Linked DNA regions of Pan troglodytes: region 2 is linked to region 1. Evidence: chromatin contacts called from public HiChIP or PLAC-seq data. All regions are on one chromosome and are shown on one strand. Each heading gives the region's core, a stretch centred on a gene start, on an enhancer-like site or on the middle of the called end of the contact. The rest is flanking DNA. Distances are from core to core; before and after follow the strand shown. Region 1 holds the start of CACNG7 (calcium voltage-gated channel auxiliary subunit gamma 7). Region 2 holds the start of CACNG8 (calcium voltage-gated channel auxiliary subunit gamma 8).

The links. HiChIP or PLAC-seq counts read pairs in DNA pulled down with a chosen protein or histone mark.
Region 2: a contact with region 1 is called in an H3K4me3 HiChIP or PLAC-seq map of stem cell-derived excitatory neurons, with 3 times the contacts expected there. The contact joins the promoter of CACNG8 here to the promoter of CACNG7 in region 1. A contact is called at or near these places in 1 of 7 Hi-C or Micro-C datasets (stem cell-derived neural progenitor cells) and 1 of 1 datasets of contacts at active chromatin or transcription factors (stem cell-derived excitatory neurons).

What each region holds. Positions count from the first base shown.
Region 1 is chr20:56,734,425-56,739,049 of NHGRI_mPanTro3-v2.0_pri, forward strand. CACNG7 (calcium voltage-gated channel auxiliary subunit gamma 7) reads left to right here and starts at 2,527. Exons shown (of 6, transcript XM_001174727.8): 1 at 2,527-2,766. It overlaps PRKCG (protein kinase C gamma), which reads left to right. Exons shown (of 20, transcript XM_063802261.1): 19 at 1-138; 20 at 242-895. The coding sequence ends at 284.
Region 2 is chr20:56,780,334-56,784,893 of NHGRI_mPanTro3-v2.0_pri, forward strand. It overlaps CACNG8 (calcium voltage-gated channel auxiliary subunit gamma 8), which reads left to right and starts at 1,488. Exons shown (of 4, transcript XM_063802266.1): 1 at 1,488-2,721.

The DNA of each region.
Region 1 (4,625 bases), core at 1,277-3,776:
GCCAGCGCTGACCCCTCCAGACCGCCTAGTCCTGGCCAGCATCGACCAGGCCGATTTCCAGGGCTTCACCTACGTGAACCCCGACTTCGTGCACCCGGATGCCCGCAGCCCCACCAGCCCAGTGCCTGTGCCCGTCATGTAATCTCACCCGCCGCCACTAGGTGTCCCCAACGTCCCCTCCGCCGTGCCGGCGGCAGCCCCCACTTCACCCCCAACTTCACCACCCCCTGTCCCATTCTAGATCCTGCACCCCAGCATTCCAGCTCTGCCCCCGCGGGTTCTAGACGCCCCTCCCAAGCGTTCCTGGCCTTCTGAACTCCATACAGCCTCTACAGCCGTCCCGCGTTCAAGACTTGAGCGGAGCCCGATATTCTCCCTGAACTTAGCGTTCTGGACTCTGCCCCAATCGGGTCCAGAGACCACACCACTAACCATCCCCAACTCCATGGGGTTCGAGACTCCATCTTGGTAGTTCTATGCCTCCCCCCAGACCCCTGGGGAAATAGCCTCACGGGGTTGGCTGTTCCAGACTCAGGTTCCAGAACAGCCCTCGGCCTCCGAGGCCCCCCGCCTCCACTCTAGTTCTAGATGAGTGGGAGGCGTGCCCCCCTCCTCCAGTACGTCCCGCTGCTGTGCTCTGGGGATTTCTGGGATATATGGAGGATTCTTTCCCCAGAGGCTCCCAATCAGCTTTTGTTCTAGACTTACCCATCCCGAAGCCATCACTTCTCCCCGCAGCCCGCCTGCCGTGCATGGCTCCTGTCTGGCTCGGACCCACCCCAACCCTCCCCAGTGCCTGCCACTCTCTGGGACTCTCCTCCTCCCCTCCTCTTCCCTTAGCCTCTCCCACCCGGCCACAGCTGCTGGAGAATAAATTTGGGATGCTGATGCTGAAGTGTTTGGATATTTTCTTGTAAGCTTGGAGAATGAAGGGGGTGTGGAGGCGGGACAGTGACTGTACATAGATACAAACAGAGAAGGAAAGCATGGAGACCCACAAAGTGAGAGGGGAGACACCCACTGCAGGGGAGCAAGCAGAGAAGCGCGCGCAGACAGAGGCAGGAGACCCAGACAGACAGAGACAGGGAGAGAAAATATCACAGAGGGCACCAACGTGGACAGTGCACAGCGAGAGAGGGGCACGGAGATCACTGAGAGTGCCAGGTGGCGACCCCCGCGCAGAGACCCAGCGCGTCCGTGTTCACCAGAGCAGCCACGCAAGCTCACATGCACACCCAGGCTCAGACACTGGGGAGAAGTCCTTCCCAAGCGGGGAGATCACAGTCTGGCCTCTTCTTGAGAGACCTAGAGACCTGATCAGAGGAAGAGACCCCCACGCCAGAGCAACCAAAAACAGCCAGAACCCGAGAGCCTAGGAATCGGCGACGGAGGCACACGGCAGGCAGACGCGCCTTCTGGGCCTCTTTCCCTTGACCCACTTGAGAGTCTGGGGAGTGCCGGGGACCGTGCAGATGGACTACATTTCCCCGCAGGCCTCGCGGCAGACCCTTCCCCCAAGTGCGGCTCCTTGCCACCAGGGCTGATGGGAAATGTAGTCTCCGGTCAGGGCCAGACCAGCGGAGCGGTGTGCCTTGTCTGTGTGTTTGGAGGGGACTGAGCCCCAAAGCTTCGCAGTCTTCCTTGCGGACCCGGGCACGTCTTCTTCCCTGCAGTCTCCTGGGTTTCCATGACCCGGTCCAGGTGGATGCTGGGGCTGCCCCTCTCTCCCTCATCACCGCCGCGACACCCCCATCCAGTGCCCGCAGGCCCCAGCCCCCGCTCCGACCCTCGGCGGGCGGCCTGCCCCTTTAAGAGTGGCCCCGCTGACATCACGGCGGGGGGGGGGGGGGGCGGGGGCGCTGGCCCGGCTCCTGGCTCCGCGGCGGCTGCAGGACCCGACTCCGCTCTGCGCCCGCCCGCTGCTGTAGGGACCCCGGCCCGGGACGCCCCCTCCCGCTTCCTGCAGCCGTCCAGACCCCAGGCTCCGCCCCAGGCCTGGCTAGAGCCCCAGTCCTCGTCAGGGGACCCCCAGGATTGTCCCTGCTGTCTCTCCTTCTCAGAGTCTCTCTCTGTCTCTCTCTGTCTCTCTGTCTCTCTGTCTCTGTCTCTGTCTCTTCTCCAAGCTCAAGGTCTCTGGGTCTCAGCATCTCTCAGCCCCAGGCCTCTGGGCGTCCCCCTGTCTCTTTCTGTCTCTTCCTGGTCTCTGACCTCTCCACTTCCCAGGCCTCAGAATCTCTGCGCCTAGGTGGTGAGGGGTGGTCTTAAACTCTGTCTCTCTCCCTCTTTGTCTCTCTCTGTCTCTGTGTCTCCTTCAGTCTCCAGACCTGAGTCCCTGGATTTCTCGGCCTCAAGGTCTCGGCGTGACTTTCTCTCTCTGCCCTGTCTCTCTTTGTGCCTCTGCCCCTCTCGGGCTCTCTGCCTCTGTTTCTATTCTCTCTCCCTCTCTGCCTCCCCCATCCTCAAGGCCCATCTCCCTCCCTCGCTGCATCCTTCCCCCCTTCCCTCCCCGCCCCTCCCCTCCTCCGCAGTAGCCAATGAGCGGCCGCCGGTTCCTGCTCCCGGCTCCGTCCGCCGAGTGAGGCCGCGGCCGCGGGGGGTGGGGGGTGGGAGGCCGGGAGGGGGCCGGGACGCCGGGCTCCGGGGCGGGGGCGGGGGGCGCGGGCACCGGCGACCCCGGTGGCGGCGGCGGCGGCCGGGGGAAGCCTCGGGGCCGGTCATGCGGCTGCGGGGCCCGCGGCCCGGAGCGTCCGCCCAGCCCTGAGCGAGGTGAGCGCTAGCGGAGGGTCCTGGGAGGAAGAAGGGGCGCCCCTCGAGGTGGCTGCGAGCCGGGTTTGGGGCAACAAGGGACCCGAGTGGCTCCAGGGGTGGTGAGATCCTGGCGGTCGGGACGCCCGAATTCGAGCGGCTATGGGGGATGCAGGGACACCTGGGCCTGGCGATCCCGGAGGACGGGGTCCGAGGGTCCCGGAGTGGGAAACTGCACTCCTCACGTCCGAGTCGCAGCGAGCGTGGGCTGGGGAGGGCAGAGGCCGGGTCCCTGAGGAAGGCGAGGTACGGGGCGAGGGCGGAGGACCCAGGCCCGGCCAGAGCAGGGTGTGGGTCTGGAAAGGGGTCCCAGAAAGGGGGAGTTACGGTCTCCCGAGAGATGGAAGAGAGATGGAGTTTGGGCTTAAGACTTGCAGATGGGACCCCGGAAATTCAAATGCCTGAATCCGGGAAAGGGTGGGAGAAAGAGGGAGAAGAGGAGGCTCCAGGCCTGGGGGGAGGGTCCCAAAGGAGGAAAGGCTGGAGGAATAAGGAGATCTGGGCGGGCCAGTGAGAGTGAGGAGGAATTGGAGCAAGGTTGGGTTTTAAAACGGGGTGCGAGAATGTGGAGAAGGGACGAGGTCCCAGCGGAGAGTCAGAGGGACGAAAGGGGGAAGCTGAGATCGGCTACCTGGGATGGAGGCAGCCAGGGTGGCCAGGGTGATGGTGCCCGTTTCCGAGCCCACAGGGCTGCGAGAGGACCAGGCAGCTCGCGGTCAAACCCCTGAGCCGCCAGGCGGGGGATGGGAGGAAAAGCTGGCCAGAGCGTTCCCTGACTCCGGATCTCGGAGGCCTCCAAGAGGTTGGGGGGGGAAGGAGGGGGGATCTGGAGGCTGGGAGTGCGGGGTGGAGCGGGGAGGAGTCTCAGACTCCAGAGTCTTTATTCAGGTGGAGCAGAGTTGCAAGGCTAGGAGAATTCTGGTTGAGGAAAGTGGAGTTTTATGTCTTGATTAGTTTGTAGGGGAGAATGTTGAGGGGTCTCAACCTTCATAGTTAAAAAGATCCCAGGTATTCAGGGATGTAGAGGTCTCTGGTTGATAAAGGCTAAGGGTCCCAAGTTGAGACCCCCAAATCACGGGATTGCGTGGCTTGGGGAAAAATCTTGCAGGGGTCGGGGGAGAATCGCGGGTAAGGAATTTCAAGTCCTTGAGATCTGGGTTGAGGAGCTCCCTCGCTGGAATTTCTAGGTTCCTAAGTGGAATTGGGGAGGCCACAGAGATGAACTGGGGATCTCCTGTTTGGAGTCTAATGTTATGAAATCGGGACTCCATGCTGGATGTTGAAGAAGATCTGTGATTGGAAGTCCCAGCATGGGAAACCGGGGTCCAGAACCTCTGGTAGGAAGTTTCAGATCGTGTGTTAGGGGAGGGGGTTTTGGGACTCCTGCTTGAGATTTTAGAGTTCAGGGCACTGAATCCTAGTTGGAAGGATGAGAGTCCGTTGTTTGACTGGGGTGCTCTGATGAGGATGCTGGATTGGTGGTGGTGGTGGTGGTGTCCAGCTCATTCATGATTTTTTTTTTTTTTTTTTTTTTTTGAGATGCAGTCTCACTCTGTTACCCAGGCTGAAGTGCAGTGGTGATATCTCGGCTCACTGCAACCTTGCCTCTCAGGTTCAAGCTATTCTCCTGCCTCAGCCTCCTGAGTAGCTGGGATTATAGGTGTGAGCCACCGTGCCCGGCTAATTTTTGTATTTTTAGCAGAGACAAGGTTTCACCATGTTGGCCAGGCTGGTCTCAAACTCCTGACCTCAAGTGATCCACCCACCTCAGCCTCCCAAAGTGCTGGGATTCCAGGTGTGAGCCACCTCACCCAGTCTCA
Region 2 (4,560 bases), core at 238-2,737, 45 kb after region 1:
CAGGTGATCCGCCCGCTTCGGCCTCCCAAATTGCTAGGATTACAGGCATGAGACACTGCACCCAGCCTAAATGTCCAGTTTATATTGGTTATCATCATTGTTTGCTGATGTATCTCCCCCCGCACCCCCCAGCAAAAGAGCAGAAAATAATCAACTTTCCTCAAACAAATGAATTCCAGACCCCTTCCCTTGGGGGCTGTGTTTCTTAGCTTCTAAACCAGGAGTGTTGGAATGCATGTCTAAACTTTCTCCCATGGGGCGGGGAGAGAATTAAGTGAAACGACCTAAAGAAATTTCAGTAGAAATGTGAGATGCTGGGGACTGAAAGATATCGCCCCTCCAAAGGAAGGAACCAGCAGGAGCAAACACTAGGTAAATAGATTTAGGGAACACAGGTTATTCCTGTTTCTGCCAGCCCCCAGGAGGGAGCAGTAAAGGTGTGTTGGGTTAAATGACTATGAATTTCACCTATTGTTGGCCGCCCTCCACCCCCATAACCCCTATTGTCTCAGAGCCTCAGGTTACTCATGGATAATATAGGAACATTGGTGCCCACACTGCAAAGATTCTGTAGGACTTCTGTAAGACAGCGAAGCATGCCAACAGCCTTCAATCAGCCATGGCTACTAGTTCTTAGTTTCTGATAACATTTTTACGAGGATCGGGTCTTGAGTAAACGGCTTGCCTAGAGCCACGTGCAAGCCCACTTCCCATCCGCGTTCTCACTTGATTGGAGGCAGCTTCTGTGCCCTTTATAACCAAGAGCAACTGAGTATAGAGGAGAAGAAGTGTTTTGTCCAAGGTCACACGAAGCCTTGGGAGCATCCGTGAAATTTGGACCCAAGACCGAACTTTCAGACTCTGATCTCAGACTTTCCACCTCCAATTGTTCCACTTCCCCAACCTACTAGCTAGTTCCAGAACGGACAGATCCATGCTTCTCAAAACTGTTGCATAGACCCCTACCCAGTCCCAGACAAGTTTCTCTAAGACATATTTGCACCCAAGCTTTTGGCATTCTACTCTCCTTCCCAGCCCCAGCCCCATCTCGGGGGCATCTAACTCTACCCCTTCTTCCCCATCAGGTTTGAACTAGGGGAGGGGAGGCTGATGAGAAGAGAAAAAAAATTGTTGGTGAAAGTCAAAAGGCTTGTTAACGTGGTAAGTTCAATATTGTTTTATTTGGGGTGGGGGGGCGGGAATCTTTGCCCTCGCCACTTGGAGGAGGAGCGGTGGGAAGACCCCGGGAAGTTGCGCTTTCCCTTGGATTTTGGGAAAGGGGAGCATTCCTGGGGTCCTTTTGAAAAGGCCCTCCCCTCATTTCCGGCCGCCGCTGCCAGCCTTGGCTGGGCGCCTGGATCCTGTTGCTATGACGACAGGAAGAGGCGGTGGCGGCGGCAAGCGATGCTGAAGAGAGATGGAGGCTAGTGGGGGTGGGGGTGGTGGCATTGGAATGGGGGAGGGGGCAGGGATCCGGGGCTGGGGACGCGGGAGGGGGCGGGGGCAGGGGTATCCTTCATCTCTGACCTCCTCAGGGCTTCTCAGCCTCACCCCTCTCCCGTTATTTTTTCTGGGCTTCCTTCGGGTGCATCCCCAGTCTCTGTGTCTGCCTCTGTTTCTCTGGATCTCTCTCTCTTCCTGTCTCAGTCCCTCTCCGTCTGTCTCTCTCTGGGTCTCCCTCTTTTCCTGCACTTGCCTTTCTTTCCCCAGGTACCTTCTGCCATCCAGGCCCTTCTACCCTCCATTTCTTTCATTTACTATCTTGCTCCCCCGCTCCCTCTCCGCATCTTCTTCTCTCTTTAAAGCTTCCTTCTCTCTAGCAAGACCTTGCCCCCATCCCCAATTTCTCTCCCTACCCGCTCTCCATTTCATTCCCTCTCCCCCCTCTCTCCCCCATCCTCTCAGTCTCTCTCTTTCTGTCTGTCTCTCCCCATCTGTCCCTCCTCCCTCCTCTCTGGATGACTCTCTCCCTCTCTCTTCTTTCCTTCTGTTTCCCAGATCCTGACCCCCCCACACACTTACCCCAGCCCTCCCCCACCCCCTCCCCCCCAGCCCCTGCGTTTCTCTCTTTGAGTCTCTGTCCCTGTCCCCTTCTCTCTCTGGATATTTCTCTGTGTGTATCTCTCCAACTTCCTTCTGCTTCCAGCCGCTGCCTCCCCCAAATTTCTCCCTCCCCCATTTCTGTTTCGCGGTCTCTGGGTCTCTCTCTTTCCGTTTCTCCTCGTCTCTCTCTGTCTCTCTCCCTCCCTCTCTGGATCTCTCTCTTCTTCTCCGGCTTCCTTCTGCCACTCGACCCTGCCCCCCTCTTTCCCTTCCCCCATCCATCTCCTCTCCGAGGCTCCCCATCCCTCAGCAGCTCCCCTCCCCCTCCCTCCCTACTCCCTCCCTCTCGTCCTCCAGCTCCGCACTTTACCCAGCGACACGAGAACCAAATTGTCTCCTCACCTTTTTTTTTAAATATATATATCCCGACCCTCACTCCCTTGGGGCCCAGGCTCAGAGCTGCCCCCCAGCCCCAGCCTGGCCTCAGCACCCCCATTCCCCATACGCCTCCTCATCTCCACTCCCCGAACCAGGTCGGACGCCTGGGTCCCTCACTGCTGGGGGAGGGGGAAGCAGCGAGAATTGGGAGCCAAAAGGTTTTTCTGGGGGGGGTGCCAACAGGGGGGGCTCGACGTCCCCTCCTCCGTGCATCGGAGAGTTGACCTATCATTAACAGAGGTGAGACAGATCTTTTTATTAATCGGAGGTGGGTGGAGGTAGAATTAATGTTCTGTGATCCCCCCCCCCCCCGAATTCTGGAGAAAAGAGCTGGTCCCCTTCCTAAGGAGAAAGGAGAGTGACCCCCTCATATCCGGAAGCTTTAGAATTGGGGGTCCCCAGCTCTCTTCTCCCTGGCAGCTGCTGAACGATGGACTAAGAGTCCCTGAAACCAGATTGTGCCCCAAATTGACAAAATGAAAAGATCTTCGAATCTTTTTTTTTTTTTTTTGGACGGAAGGAGAATTTCCCTCCTTTCCGTCCTCTTCCCTTCCCCTCTTATCCCAGGTTGTTAGGGGCCTGGGGTCACAGGCTTACCCCACTGAGAGCAGATATCTGTTAAGACAGGGTAGGTGTCCCTGCTGGTGGTGAGGGGCACCAATTCGGGGAGAAGAGGCCAAGAGATCAAGAAGAGAGGAAACTCAGCATGCGGACAGAAAAGAGAGGAAGGGGCCGGCGCCCAGGCCGCGAGGCCGGGGGTTGCCCTGTCCAGCGGGCTGCTGAACTGTGGCCTGAGGAAGGGCTGTGTGTGGGCAGAAGGGAGTTGAGGTGGGGGAGGGAACACAACGTGTGGGGCACTAGGCCCAGTTGCCATGGAGACACCCCCCATAGACAACCTTTTTCCACAGCCCCTCCTCGGAGCAGCCCCAGTCTGAGGCCAGCTGATGGGGGCCAGTGGAGACGGGGAAGCAATCAGGAGGCCAAGGTCACCCTGTACTGGGACCTAGGTTCTGGTTTTTGTTTTGTTTTTTTTTTTAATCCCCCCTTCGTCTAAGGTTTCCAGGCTCTTAACTATAGTGGGTTTGGGGAAAGAAGTTGAAGAAGCAGTGTGGAAGCAAGTAAGGAGTACATCCCCCAGAGGACAGTTGGGGTGGGGGAGACAGGCAGGGCTGGGGGCATGTTGGTCGGGGGAGAATGTGGAAGAGAGAAATGAAGGAGCCACGGGGCAGCGGGTGCAGGCTGGGAAAGTATTCCAAATTGAAAAGAGAGTTGTAGTCTTGCGGATCACATTTTTCAGAGGGACACAGTCTACTGGGGGGCTCTTTCTGCGTGTGGAAGAAGATGAGGGGCTACAGTGTGTGTTCCTGTACAGGTGAAGTCGTAGAGGGGAGTACTGGGGGGCGTTCCCAAGAAGGGAAGCCTGTGGGGGCCTGCGGAGGGGATTTTCCGGGGCAGAGGAGAAGCTGGGAGCTATAGCGGTGGAGCAAGAGGAAGTGAGTCAAGGGAATTCTATATGATGAGAGAGAAGTTGGGGAGGATGCTTCCTGGTACATTGAAGAGAGAGTGGGGTTCAAAGTGAGTTAGGGGGATCTCAAGTTGGGGGAAACAGTGTGCTGAAGATCCCGTGTGATGATGAAGGGCTACGAGGAGGGGATTTGGAGGCAGTGGGAGCTGCTGTGAGTGCAGGGGGGGTGGGGTGGGTGGTACAGTGTGCCCCCTGCTATGGGAGTACAGGGCAGAGATTGGAATGGTCCTGAGTGGAGAGACATTTGGGGTCTGGAGGAAGCCACTCTTGCGAGTAGAAAATGCCGTGGAACTCACGGAGGAAATTTTTCTTAATGGAGGAGAAAACGATGGTTATGATATGAATTCGTTTAAGTTGTAGGGGGGGTGGCGGGTGGGGGAAGATTCAGAAGACTCTTCTAAAGCAAAAGAGAGAGTGGGGGTTTTCCTGGAGTGAAGGCATAGTATGGGGTGCGGAGTGAGTGGCTTGTGGGGAGACAGTGGGGGCTGTGAGAGGGAATGGGCTGGAGATGGCAGGGGGCAGCTTGCAAACCAGTGGGTCTGATGTTGGGTGCA